2 separate regions of the Mus musculus genome follow, and region 2 is linked to region 1. A link is a contact called in public HiCAR-type data. All regions are on one chromosome and are shown on one strand. Each heading gives the region's core, a stretch centred on a gene start, on an enhancer-like site or on the middle of the called end of the contact. The rest is flanking DNA. Distances are from core to core; before and after follow the strand shown. Region 1 has its middle 20 kb from the start of S1pr1. Region 2 has its middle 30 kb from the start of A930005H10Rik.

Region 1 (6,818 bases), core at 2,440-4,939:
GGGGAAGAAAGGGGAGAGGAGAAAAGAGGAAAGGAAGACTTGCTAATTGTTAATCTGAAGAATTGTGAAGCGTGTGTGTGTGTGTGCGCGTGTGTGTGTGTGTGTGTGTGTGTGTGTGTGTGTGTGTGTGTGTGTAATTGTTATGAGACACTAATGGTGAAGGTTGTCTAATTGTTACCTCTCTAGCCCTTCTGAGGTTGGCCCAGGAAAGGAAAGTTTTGCTCTGAAGGCCCAACAGTTGTCACTATTGAAAAATCTCCCTAAAGACACTGAACAGGGATGGCCCAGTGTGCAATAGGCTCCCTTTCAAACCTAGGGATGGAGAAACTCCTTTGAGGTTCCTCCAGGCAATAGCGAACCGTCTCTTTACCACTCAAAAAACTCTGCTTGCTTAACACAAAAACTAAACATCAGAAGATGCACAAAAGAGGGATCCTCAAAAGCACTAATTAGCGAAGTCTGAGGTGACTGGACTGCAGCGGACACCAGACAGACTTCCTATATCTCCAGCCCAGAGCAGACAGAAAGAAGGCCATGTCTGTCAGGGCCCAACTGCTGAATTTTGACCAAACCCAACTAGAGAACCCCAAATCACACCCACACAACAGAAAACCACAAACACCTACAGGGCAAGTAGCAACAAGTAGACAGGGGCAGACAGCAGGGGCAGGCAGGCAAGAGCCTAAGGACTCAACTTCTCCCTTCTACCAGGGCCTTACATAAACCACAATCCCTCCCCCATGCTCTAGGCGCTTAGAGGAAGACGGTGGCGGATGAACATTTTATCCCAAGGATTACATCAGCAGATCCTGGAGAGGATGGCCTTTGTGTGTGTGTGTGTGTGTGTGTGTGTGTGTGTGTGTGTGTGTGTGTGTGTGTGCCTATGAAGTTTGAACCCAGGGCCTTATGCATGCTAATCATGGCTTCAGTCACTGACCAATATCTGTCAGCTGGATTGTATTTTATGTTGGGATTTTGTTGTTTATTTTTTTGGCACGTTTTTATATGGAACCTAAGCTAACCCAGAACCCACAATGCCTCCCAACTTAGTTTCCAGGGCTCTGGGATTACAGGTCTACACCCTCACAAAGAATGGGCTCTTCTCGGCTGTTTACATCATAGCATTTCCCTCCACCCCTCCACGGGAAGGAAGGGCTTGGGAGGGAATCCAGAATTCTTTAGACTAAATAACATGCATATTTTTGCACCTCCTAATTGTAACATAGATAAAAGCTACAGTCCCCAGCACTCATTCACTTTTGGGTTTCATGAAAAAAAAAAAAAAAAAAAGACAGTCTAAGCACAAAACGTCATTGTTGACTGGCAGAACTTCCAAAGGAATGAGTTCTTTGAAAGACCAGAATAGTCTTCCTATGTGGTCTGGCTTTAGGAGAGCTCATCTGGGGAAAGGAGAGGAGGAGACAAGGAAATGGCTGTGGCAAGGGTCTAGCCTGTTTTCTTCATGACTGTGTGCAGAATAGTAAATCCCCGATAAACCCTTGCTAAAAGAGCAACGAGCATTTGAGAATCTGCCTGTGCCAGCCATTGAGAAGCACAGTCCTATCTAATTCATTAAAAAGCATGGTCCTTTCTAGTTCTCTCCACAGCCTGGGAAGCCGGAACTCTTATCACTAGTTGATAGATCCGGATGTGGATTCGGGTAGGGGAGTGTAGCTCAGTTGGTGGACGGTGTGCAGGAAATCCTGGGGTTCCTCTCCAGAGCCATGTAAAATTATACGTGGTAGTTCACGCCTGTCATCGCAACACTTAGGAGGAAGAGAAAAGAGGATCAGAATTTCAAAGTCATACATAGCTACACGGAGCGTTCAAAGTCAGCCTGAGCTCCGTAAGACTCTGTCACCAAAAGGAGTGGTGGGGTGGGCAGTGAGATGGACCGAGGGGGGAGTGTCCTTGCATTCAAGCTGGATAATTTGAGGGTGATCCCCAGGACCCACACTGTGAAGAAACACCTCCTGCAGCTTGTCTCCTACTTCCACAGGTACATCATGGAGCTAGAGCATACACCACCACACACACACACACACACACACACACACACACACACACACATGCACACACTTATAAACAAATAAATATGAACAAACATATTGAAAAAAGAAAGGAAAGCAGGGAGAGAGAGAGAGAGAGAGAGAGAGAGAGAGAGAGAGAGAGAGAGAGAGAGAGAGAGAGAGAGAGAGAGAGGCTGGAGAGATGGGCTAAATGTTAAGAGGGCTTGCTGTTCTCACAGAGGACTAGAGTTCAAATTACCACCCAAGGTACCAATCTGACTAAATCTGAACAAACTCCGGCCAGGAGCTGTGTCACCTACAAACGCAAACACAACAGCTCATTTTTGACCACTGTTAATAGGACTATGGTTGCAAAATGGCTTGGAGAAAGAGGAAGAAGAAAGTTATCGCAAGCCACCTATCTCTACAGCTCACATGGCCTGTAATTAATTTGAGCTCCATTGGACCAAGCACGATCCTCTGACCTCTGAAGGCAGCTGCATTGATGTGCGTGCATCACCCACACAGACAGACACATGTATATGCAATCACAAAAATCAAAATATAGCTTAAGAAAGAAAGAAAGTGTGAAATTAATTGGAGTTTAATATTTTTCCTGGGCCACATTTAGTAAACAATATGCTAGGAATAGGATACAAAAATAGGCCAAACTATCCACTGTGAGTCTTGTTTTGTTTTGTTTTGTTAGGTTTTGTTTTGCTGTTTTATGTATTTTTCTTTTAAGTAGATAAAGTCTTCATATGGAAGAAACTTTAATGATACTTTTGTCTTTTATAGGAAAAGATACTTTATTTTATAGGAAAAATTCTGATGTTTTCTGTGGTAACTGGATTACACACACACACACACACACACACACACACACACACACACACACACACACCTTAAAAGCAAAAAGAATACACAATAGTTTTTCCCTGCCAGGTGTGGTAGAGCTGAAACATTTGCAAAGCTGAGACAGAATGGCTGTGAGCCTCAGGATAGCTTGAACTATCTAGTGGTAGGTGAAGGTCTGCCTCCAATAGTAAAGAGGAGAAAGAAAGATTCTTGCCGCTGCCCTGACCTCTCTGAGAATGCAACATTGATGTTGTAGCTAGTGTAGAGCTAGGTTCAAATGCTACTAATTGCCTGGATAGAAAGAAGTCAGGAGCAGCAGAAAGGACTGTGCAGAGAATCGAAATGAAATTCCGCAGGGGGGGGGGGGGTGTGGAAAAGGGAAGACATGACCCTAATCAGCACTTTAACTGAAATAAGCACTTTTTAAGGTCAAAAGAACCCTTGAGCTTTGTGCAATCAAGGCTTAAGAAAACAAAATGGGCCAAATTGCATAAAAATAAGTCCTTTCTTGGATTTCCAATGACGTCAGAAACCACAAAAGACTTCACCATCCATTCAAATTACAGCCTTCTCTTTCTGCCTCTGGTGAGATGCTTGGTCAAAAACCATCATCTGTTCATCTACATTAGCATTCACCACACCCTTCAGCTTTGATCTCCTGCTCTCTCTAAATTCAGTCACCCTGAAGCCAGAGAGCAGAATCACTGTCAGTCCCAAGATTTGCATTCCAAGGTTCTAAAGAAAATCTGGCTAGATCTGAACAGACCCGGGCCAGGGGCTGTGTCACCTACAAACACAAACACAACAGCTCATTTTTGATCACCGTTAATAGGACTGTGGTTGCGAAATGGCTTGGGCAAAGAGGAAGAAGAAAGTTATCGCAAGCCACCTATCTCTACGAAAAGACAATTGGATATATAGATCTCGGAGGTTCTGTCTAACTTGAACAATCTGTGTGTCCAAGACTAAGGAAATTTCTCAACTTCCCCAAGGAAGCCAAAGCCAAAGCCCTCAGCTTCACTGCTCATCTTGGTCTTGTGTCTAAGGGGAAGTTATTTTAACTCATTAGTCCTTGACTTTTCGTGCTCAGGAGCCAGAGAGTAGTATACATACATTCGCAGAAGCACTGTATATAGCTAGTTGGAATGGGAAAATCAGACCTGATAACATACTTGTGTTAAATATTGTTTTAGAACTGTTTACATGGGCTGGAGAGATGGCTCAGTGGTTAAGATTGCTCTTCCAGAGGTCCTGAGTTCAATTCCCAGCAACCACATTGTGACTCACAACCATGTGTAATGGGATCTGACGTCTCTTCTGGTGTGTGTCTGAAGACAACTGCAGTGTACTTATATAAATAAAAAATAAGTAAATCTTTAGAACTGTTTACATGCATATAGTATATGTTGATCATAGTCACACATTACTATCTCTCATCTTCCTGCCCCTCATGCTGAACCCTTCTTCCAAACAAGTTTTTTTCCTACTTTTGAGTCTTCTGGAGGGGAGTTGATAGCTGAGTTTAATTAGGGCCACGAGGATCTGCATTCATTGGGGGTGGGGGAGGTGGACGTTGATCTTTACAGCAACACAGGCAAATTACCAGTGACTCTGAAGACAATGACTCCTTTCCCCAACTGTCAATAATTCTTCATGCGGGGCGGGTGTCTCCACAATGGACTATTGATCTTGTACAGGTAGTGTGTATGGTAACCACTGCTGTTGTGAGTTCCTGAGTGTCATGGTTATGTCATGTCCAGAAGACAGCATTTCACAGCACTCTGCCCTGTCCCTCCTCAAGCACTTCTTCATGCCCTCTTTCCATGATGGTTACTGATCATTGTGGAAAAGGAAGTAAGGTTGACATAGAAGTCCCATGTAGAGGTGCAAGGCATGATCTTCCTGCCATAGGGTAGGCCTCAGATCCAATCAGAGAGTGTTTGGCTACCCCCAAACCAGTCATACCATTATTGCTAGTCTTGCCTATAAGGTCATAATCTTGCCTATAAGGTAAGTATTGTAACACACAGGGTCCAAATTTCAGTCACTGATGGTCTTCTCCAGCAGTCTATATATACCTCAGACACTATGAAAACTTTGCCAACATATTTTTTTATGCTTTTAAATTTTAAGGAAATTTCTGAAAGGAACATGGGAGGAGTATTTACACTTGGACAGTGTTCCACATGCATCATGCCTTTACCTGCCTTACTTTCCCATCATGCTAATACATTAGGACAGCATCCTTTAGAGAGTTCTGGGAGCTGCGTCTTTGGGTGTCTGCCATCACTACTCAGCAGATCTCTAGGAGCTGGAGGCCCCTGTGAAGACATGCAGTAGTTTCTGATGATAATATATACCTGCCAAGAAGAATCTTCATCCACAGAGTCCTAGAACCTGAGCTTTTCTAGTCTTCCAATCCACCATGTTTGTCAAAGCCTAGGAGAAAAAAAAATACCTCCTCCAATGTGGGATTGCCTTGGTACCCAGAGTAGACTCCTGGGTAGATAACCCAGGCCTGAGAGCTCTCCCTGGAGCACCGATTTATATTGATGGTAAAGCAGGCTCCCTGAGATCCTTGCTGGCTACTGTTAAGGCCACTTCATCCAGGAGGATGAAAAGCTGTAGTTCATCCTCGGCTAGACGTTGTGTTTGAAACCAGACTGTCCTATATGAGACCCTATCTCAAAAACCTAAGCACATAAACAAAGTACAAAATGAGCAACAATCTGAATATAATGCACCAAACCCCAGCTCCCTTTGACATACACTCTCAAGTGACCACAAAATCCTGGCTGAGGGGGGTAGGGCATGGGGAGGTATGACAGATTTCTCCATTGGGCTAGGCATTTATGTTCAAATTAATTGCTAGCTGTATCATTCCAATGGGTTCTCTGCCTGATGCTCAGAAGTAGCCACAGTTCAGAACTGTTAGGTCCAAATGAAACCCCAGATCTGTCGTTCTCAGCCTTCCTAATGCTACAACCCTTTAATACAGTACCACAGGTGTGGTGATCCACAACCACAAAAATCATTTTCATTGCTACTTCCTAACTGTAACTTTGCTACTATTATAAGTCAGAACGTGCATTTTTGATATGCAGGATATCTTATATTTGACCCCTGTGAAGGGGTCCTTCAATTCCCAAAGAATTGTGACCCACAGGTTAAGAACCACTGCACTGAAATCTCAAGTTCCAAAAGACTGTCAATGTATACTAAAGGAATATCTTGAAGGTTCCTCAACTGGTTACACGGCCTGCAGGTTTATTCAGGAAGCTGATCTCACTGTCTGTTCTGCCTTTAGGGACCTTGAGACAAAACAATGGTCTCATACTGTCTGGAAAGCCAGTGCATTCCACCAGGAATCAGGGTATCATGGCAAGCCGGAGGCCTTGTTTCAGTTCCGCCCCTGCTTTTTAACTCCCTGTATTGTGAGTTCTATAAATGCCACTCTCTCTAAGGTGTGCTAATTAACCAACAAATCCCTGGAACCATTTTCACACTCTAAAGGACTATGTCAGCATACGTAAAGCAGAATTTAGACAGAGCTTGGTGAGTGTAAGTGCTTCTACTTCAATTCTCTTTGAAAACAACTGTCTGCCCTCTCCTCCTCTTTTAACCCCACTCCTCCCTTTTCTTTCTCTCTCTCTCTCTCTCTGCCTCTACCATGTTATGAGGGAAGATGACAATTTCTGACGTACTGACGTACTGATCTTGCCCTGAGACTCAGTGGTTAAGAGTACTTGCTGATCTCAGAGAACCCAGGGACACTTTCTAGCTTCCACATCAGGCTGCTCACATCTGCCTCGAAGTCCAGCTCCAATAGCTCACATTCCCACTTTTGGTCTTCAAGGGCATCTACATGCATGTACAAACACACACACACACATGCACCACAAACCAAAAAATAATCTTTTAAAAAAATTGCACTTGAAGCCTTCAGAACTA
Region 2 (6,818 bases), core at 1,261-3,760, 160 kb after region 1:
TAAAAACTTTAAAGAAAACTATTAAGATTTCCCAGTGCTTGGAGGTAGCTTAATAGCATACACATATAGGTAATTCTCTACATTTATTACAGATGTGGAGGAAATTCGAGGCACTGAGTTCCACCTGAGTTTGATCCCCAGGGTAGAAGTGGAGAACCAATGCTCTTGAACTCTCTGACCTCACACTACACGCTACTTCAAGTTGAGGGCTGTTTTACTCATTGTGGTTCTTCTAATATTTGGCACAAAGTACACACTGAGGACATTAAAGACCATGGCAGACTCAAGATACACACCCATCAGAAGACCACATCTTAGTCACACTGCATGGTGTCCATAGCTTAAAGTCAACTCTCAATTTGGGATGACTTTTCTCCAGGAACATTGGACAATGTGTGGAGACATTTTTGGTCACCACATCTCTGGGGAACAGAAACCAAGGATACTGACCCAAGTTTTATAAAGCACAGGAGGGCCTTCCAGAGGGAAGAGTTACCCAGTCCCAAATAGCAACAGTTCGGAGCTTTGACCCATGTAGATAGAACTCATGAAACCCCACTTTGCCCTTTTGACTCAGAGGAGAGCAAGTTTCACTTCATTCAGTGTGTCTGAAAGAGCAAAGCAGATGGGATGAAAAGATGAGGAAAGGGAACAGAAAGCCAGCCATCTTTCGGCTTAGAGTCCTCATGTTCATCACTGCGTGCAATCTTTAGGCTCTAGACAAGAGCAGGTGTAACAATGGCCTGTCATGCAGACATCACGTTTCACCTAGAATGCAAATTGCTGTTTGCTAGTAATGACATGTTTCAAGAGAAAATCAGGCGGGCTACATTTGGACCTAGTGCCTGATACAAGGTGACCGAAACAGGAAAAGGAAGGGCAACAATGAGACAGAATATGTTTGACATCACTTAAAACACCTGACTACCATGTGTTGGTTGTGCAGAATAATGGCGCTCACTGTCCAAATTCCACACAAGCACGTAAGGTATCTGTCACATCCACACCCCCTGTTCTCGGCTCTTACTCTCCATCCCAGAAACCTTGGATGGACTGACATCTTCACCGTTGTCACCATGTATCTGGCAAGATTTACCAATTTCAGAAGCCGGGTGTGATGGCGCACGCCTTTAATCCCAGCACTTGGGAGGCAGAGTCAGGGGATTTCTGAGTTCGAGGCCAGCCTGGTCTACAAAGTGACTTCTAGGACAGCCAGGGCAATACAGAGAAACCCTGTCTCGAAAAACCAAAACAAAAAAACAAAACCAACTTCAGAAACTGTTCTGCAAGAGCATTATCATTACTTTCTATAAAATTGCACTGCACTTTCTCTTATGCAAGAAGACCCGATGTGGGCAGCCAGAGAGCTGTCACACACGCAGAGCCCTTGCAGCTCTTCTGGTTTTCTTATTGCCCTTGTTTTCATTGGCAAAAAAATGTTCGCTCCCCAATCCAAAGCAGCTACAGATGAAAGCGGCTGTCCTCGGCGAAGGAAGTTCAAAGACCCATGGAGAAAGAGAAAGGAGGTAGCAGTCAGATGAGGAGAGCAACCGAGGGCAAGAAGAAGCTTGGCAGCTCTCCTCCGCACAGAAGTCTAAAGCAGAAAACGTATTTGGGGACAGATGGACTGACGGCAGCTATGGACAAAGTGATGCCCTGAGTGGTTTCCAAGTGGCTCAACAACTGACTGTTATATTTTAACAAAGACTTGAAAATGGACAACATTCCCAGGGCAAGAAAGATTTCTAAACATTTTCTTCTGAATTTGTAATGGTTGCTTTTTTTATTTTTTATTTTTGGCTCCTATCATTTATTCATTCATGTTTCTGAATACAGCTTGAAATAAAAAGTCTACTGATACTTATGAATGAATTTCCTTTGCTTTTATTACCTAATGGTTATCAAGAAATTGCAGGCAAGGATTTTTGAAATCTGACTTCAGTACAAATTGAGAGTAACTAGCATCTGTCTTTAACTACCAGGCTGTTTCATTATATATCAAAAGGCATCATGAAGTTATTATAAAAAGGATTGTAATTAAAACTGCAACTAATTTGGGGTGAAAAACTTGAAGTAAAAATAAGAATAACTTATTGACACTTCAGAGTACATTTTAAAAACATAATTCAAGATATGCAATGCTGTCTAGGCTTTTAGATCTATTTTATTCATGCTAATTTAATATTTATCATTTAAAACTCATATGTAAATCCTACATTGCTGGATTCCAACACCAGCCAAAAATCTCAATGGAGTGGCCAGCTTCTGGAATGCAGCTTGTTTGAATGCATGTGCAAGCTCATTTGTCAGCGGGTATGCTCAGCTACTGTCCCAGCTTCCTCAGAAAAGTATCCTTATGAGTAAGGACGACTGTGAAACGGGACCTAAAAATGTTTACTCAGAGTAGAAACTTGGTAAAGGTGACTGCAGCACACTGAACATCTTTACAGACTGCCTGCCCAGTCTAGGAGCCTTTTCTTTTAGTCAACACTTTCCCACCGTGAGAAGGAGCTCTCATTAACGACCAAATTGTTTTCAGAGGCTGTGGGGTAAGGAGTTTCCTTAGAAACCATTTGGTAAGAACTGTGGCTTTCTTCCTTAGAAATCTCGAGCCCTGAAAAGGCAGATTTGCTGGCATAAATCAAACCCAATTTCTAGGGTTCACTAAACCCTTTCTCCTCAAAATAGGGTTTTGTGACTTGATCTTAGCTGTTAATAGTACACGCTGCAAGCTGGTGTGAACCAGTTTTAAGTGAATTTTGTCCAATTTCGTTTGTCATTCAGTGCAAATCACTTCCAGGGTTTGTTGTACCTGATGAAGGCTGACATGTAACAACGAGTGAGAAAGATACTCCATTTTTGCTGGGTGTCAAAATCTGTAATTTTCTTTTTTTCTACCAAGTTTACTCAAGCGGATCTTTGTATCATTAGGACAGTGCCAATCTACACTGATTTCAGAGTTCTTGCTTGTAAACATACTAGTTGAATGAGCTTGGAAAATAGACATTTCTGTGTTTTAAAAAATGTAGTTGTTTCACAAATCTGGACGGAAATCGTTTTGCTACTACGGCTTCACATCGTTGTCCAGTTTGCACGAGCTCTCTTGCACTTGTCAATAGTGTGACCTATCTCCTGAACAAACCTTATGCCCATTTCACTCTATGCAACATCCCATTCATTCATTCATTCAATACAATTTTACTGAGCATCAATTATTCTGAATATAATGAATAATTATTAATTATTCATTAATAGTTTTCTGTACTAGATCCAGGAAAGAAGATGAGCCGTCTCCCGTCCTAATGGGGCTGATGGTCAAACATGAATTCTTGCTCCGTTCTGACATCCTCAGACAGAAGCAGCACCATTCTCACAGTTGCCATCTGTCATCCGTCCAACTGCCCATCAAGTACACACCGGGCAGCTGCTACATCACCCCCTACCTATGTCTAAATCTCAGTCCCTTGACTGACATGAATTCGGAAGTAATCGCACATCTGTCAGTACTTTCCATGGGTCCTGGAATGTAACAGGCACAAAGTAGATGTTTGTTGGATTTGAGATTGAACGGCTAATAGAACGGGTGCTCTGACACCGGAGTCAGAGCAATAATACACCAAAGTCTTAGGAAAATACCAGCGGTCTTTTACTGAAACTTTCTGCCAAACACTTTAGAGAGGTGAAAGTCAGAAACCCCGAGAAACTGTCGAGCTGTTCTAAGAACTCTAGCGACCACAGACCCCGTCGCATCACTAGGCAACTCTTCCTTTCCTAAAACCGAACTATTGGTAATCTTACAGAATCATCTCCACTCAGAATATAATTCAGGGTAGAGACCGTTCTCCTTAGTTGGTTAAGAGGGGGCACTGTGGCATTTTGTTTCAGGGCTCCTTGAATTTTAGGAGGGAGTCTTTGCTTCTGAAGTCATTTCATTGGACACAAATTTCAAAATCTCTACCGTAGCCTAAGGCCCTGCACACTTGGCCGCCTTGCCCTCACCTCTCTTGTTTTATCCCTCACTACTCCTGCTTTTCTCCTGTCCCTGCCCCCTCCATCCCCATCCCCATTATCTATGCTGGTGTGCTTCAGAGCTTTGCCTTAGGATGCTGGCTCTATCGCTGCTGCTTCGTCTCCTCTCAAGGTTCATCCCTTCCAGTCACCCAGTCTTCTGCCCCAGTGTTATCCCCTGTACACATGTTTTCTCATCCATTAATTTATTCACTCACTTTACATGCTGATCTCAACCCCCTCCTCCTAGTCCCTCCTCAGACAGACTCCCCCCCCCCCACAATACCTCCTCTTCTCTCTCCTCTGAAAAGGACCCCCTGGATATCACCCCACCCTGGCACATCAAGTCACTGCAGGAGGCCAGACAAGGTAGCCAGCCCAATTAGGGGAACAGGATCCACAGACAGGCAACAGATTCGGGGGCAGTCCCTCTCCAGTTGTTGGGGGACTCACATGAATACCACATTGCATATCTGCTTCATGTGCGTGGGGGGGGAGGGGTCCTAGGTCTGAGAGGACTAAGTTAGCTAGAGCAGAGGTGACTCCACGACAGGCGGCAAACTGGCAATTTTGGAGGCTAGGCCTAAGTTTCTGTTTCCCAGAAATGAGAATCGGAATCCAAGAATCCATAGTCAGCCAACCACAGCAGTGTGCAGCCAATCCAAGGGCACCTTTTCATCTGGCCTGAAGTAAGAATAGGTAGCTAGAATGAGTAAACCACCCCCTGGGAAGTCTCCTGAGCCCAACCAGTTATAAAATCAGTCAAACCCTTAGGGATAGTGCTAACCAATCAAGGCAAAAGGGCACACGCCCCTCCCTGGAATTCCCCTGACAATAAAAGCTGGGCCTGCTAGTCCACCAAGGCTCTCAATTCCCAAGTGGGGAAACCCACACATGCATGCAGGAAATTCTGCTGAATAAACTCTTTGCTTTTGCATACTATTTGAGTTTGGGGTATTATTCTCCTATGATCTCGAACCCTAACAGGTCCAGCCCACGCATACTCCCTAGTTGGTGGCTCAATCTCTGGGAGCCCCCAAGGTCCAGGTTAGTTGACTCTGTTGGTCTTCTTATGGAGTCCCTACCCTCTTCAGATTCCTCAATCCTTCCCCCAACTCTTCCACAAGACTTCCTGAGCTCTGTCTAATGTTTGGTTGTGGGACTCTGGATCTGTTTTGGTCAGCTGCTGGGTGGAGGCTCTCAGAGGACAGTTATGCTAGGCTCCTGTCTGCAAGCATAACAGAGTATCATTAATAGTGTCAGGGATTGGTTAACAATCTGGTATACAGAAGTGAAGTGCAGGGAATTGTCTGGTTGCAAAGTGGTCTCCATAGATTAAATTGTAAGATTGTTATCTTAGCTGTTAGATATCTTAATTTCTTAGTTAAAATGTGATTAATATGTAAATATTTTGCGTATTTATTATTTATTTAGTGTGTCTATATGAGGGAAGAGAGGCATGTGTGTCCTTTGACTGATGAAAGTCAGAGGACAATGTGCAGTGGCCACTTCTCTCCTCCCACCTTATGGGTCCCAGGGATTAAACTCAGTGGCCAGGCATGATGGCAAGTACCTTTGCCTTGCTGAACTATCTCACTGACCTTACTTAATTTTACCTAAACAAATTACTATACCACAAGTCTTCCCCTCACAAACCACTCATATGTATACACACTTATGTGGTGGCACATGCCTTTAATCCCAGGATTTGGGATTAAACTCTGTCTCGAAAAAACAAACAACAACAACAACAACAACAACAACAAAAAGATCTGGGTTTGTGACTGCTATTCTTTTTTTCTTGAAAGAGCGTCTCTCTATTATTAGTCCTGGTGCTTGCTATGTAGAGCAGGCTGGCCTCAAACTCACAGAGATCCTTGTGCCTATACTTCCCAAGTGCTGGGATTAAAGGCATGTATCATGCCTGCTAACCTCCTTTCTTTTCTTTTTCTTTTTTCTTTTTTTTTTTTTTTTTTTTTTTTTGGTTTTTTGAGACAGGGTTTCTCTGTGTAGTCCTGGCTGTCCTGGAACTCACTCTGTAGACCAGGCTGGCCTCGAACTCAGAAATCTGCCTGCCTTTGCCTCCCAAGTGCTGGGATTAAAGGCGTGCATCACCACCACCTGGCTTGTGTCAACTTGACTACATCTGGAGTTAACTAAAATCCCAAAATGGAGAACACACCTGGGAAGTATTTTTGCTTCATTTAAAGTACAGAGACCCACTTCTAATCTGACTCTCTGAGGTAGGAAGACACACCTTTAATCCAGATCTTTCTGAGCTGAGAGAAGACATGCCTCTTGAGGCTGGAAGCCGATGGGGCATGGAAGGAGGTAGGATTTGCTCTTTGCCTGCTTATTCTCACTCTTGCTAGCAAGTCCATTCCTTCTCTGGCATTAGAGCCTACTTCTTCAGGATCCCAGTACATACTGAAGTCTAGCCTAGTGGGCTCAGCAACTTCTGACTCTTAGATTCAGATTCTTATTTCCTGTTATAGCTAGCTACTGTTGTATTAGCTGTAAGTCATTCTAAAAGATACCCTTTATATACATACATACATACATACATACATACATACATACATACATATGCAAAGTAACTTTTATTTGCCAGATGTAATTGTCATCTCAGAGGCTTACTGCTAGATGAGCTCAGTCTTTCTAGTTCTTTCTGAACTCTGGCTGGCTGACTCAACTCAGCTGTTCTGGCTCAAACTCCTCTCCAAGCTGACCTGCATTGCACAACCTGCATAAACTGAACAGAACTCAGGAACAAACTCAGCTGCACTGCACTGATTGCACTGCATGAACGG

The links. HiCAR-type assays count read pairs that join an accessible place to other places.
Region 2: a HiCAR-type map of astrocytes shows a contact between it and region 1, with 4 times the contacts expected there. The contact joins two enhancer-like sites. A contact is called at or near these places in 1 of 15 datasets of contacts at CTCF or cohesin (the NIH/3T3 cell line), 3 of 115 datasets of contacts at active chromatin or transcription factors (astrocytes, embryonic stem cells and heart atrium) and 1 of 9 other capture datasets (embryonic stem cells).

What each region holds. Positions count from the first base shown.
Region 1 is chr3:115,691,937-115,698,754 of GRCm38.p6, forward strand. No RefSeq gene overlaps it. Among named protein-coding and RNA genes, the nearest start is that of S1pr1, 20 kb to the right of the region's middle. Within about 2 kb of position 3,690, at least 37 of the 459 cell types and tissues checked have an H3K27ac peak or open chromatin away from gene starts, as enhancers often do. A contact at or near this core is called in astrocytes, where this site is marked.
Region 2 is chr3:115,854,236-115,861,053 of GRCm38.p6, forward strand. No RefSeq gene overlaps it. Among named protein-coding and RNA genes, the nearest start is that of A930005H10Rik, 30 kb to the right of the region's middle. Within about 2 kb of position 2,511, at least 47 of the 459 cell types and tissues checked have an H3K27ac peak or open chromatin away from gene starts, as enhancers often do. A contact at or near this core is called in astrocytes, where this site is marked.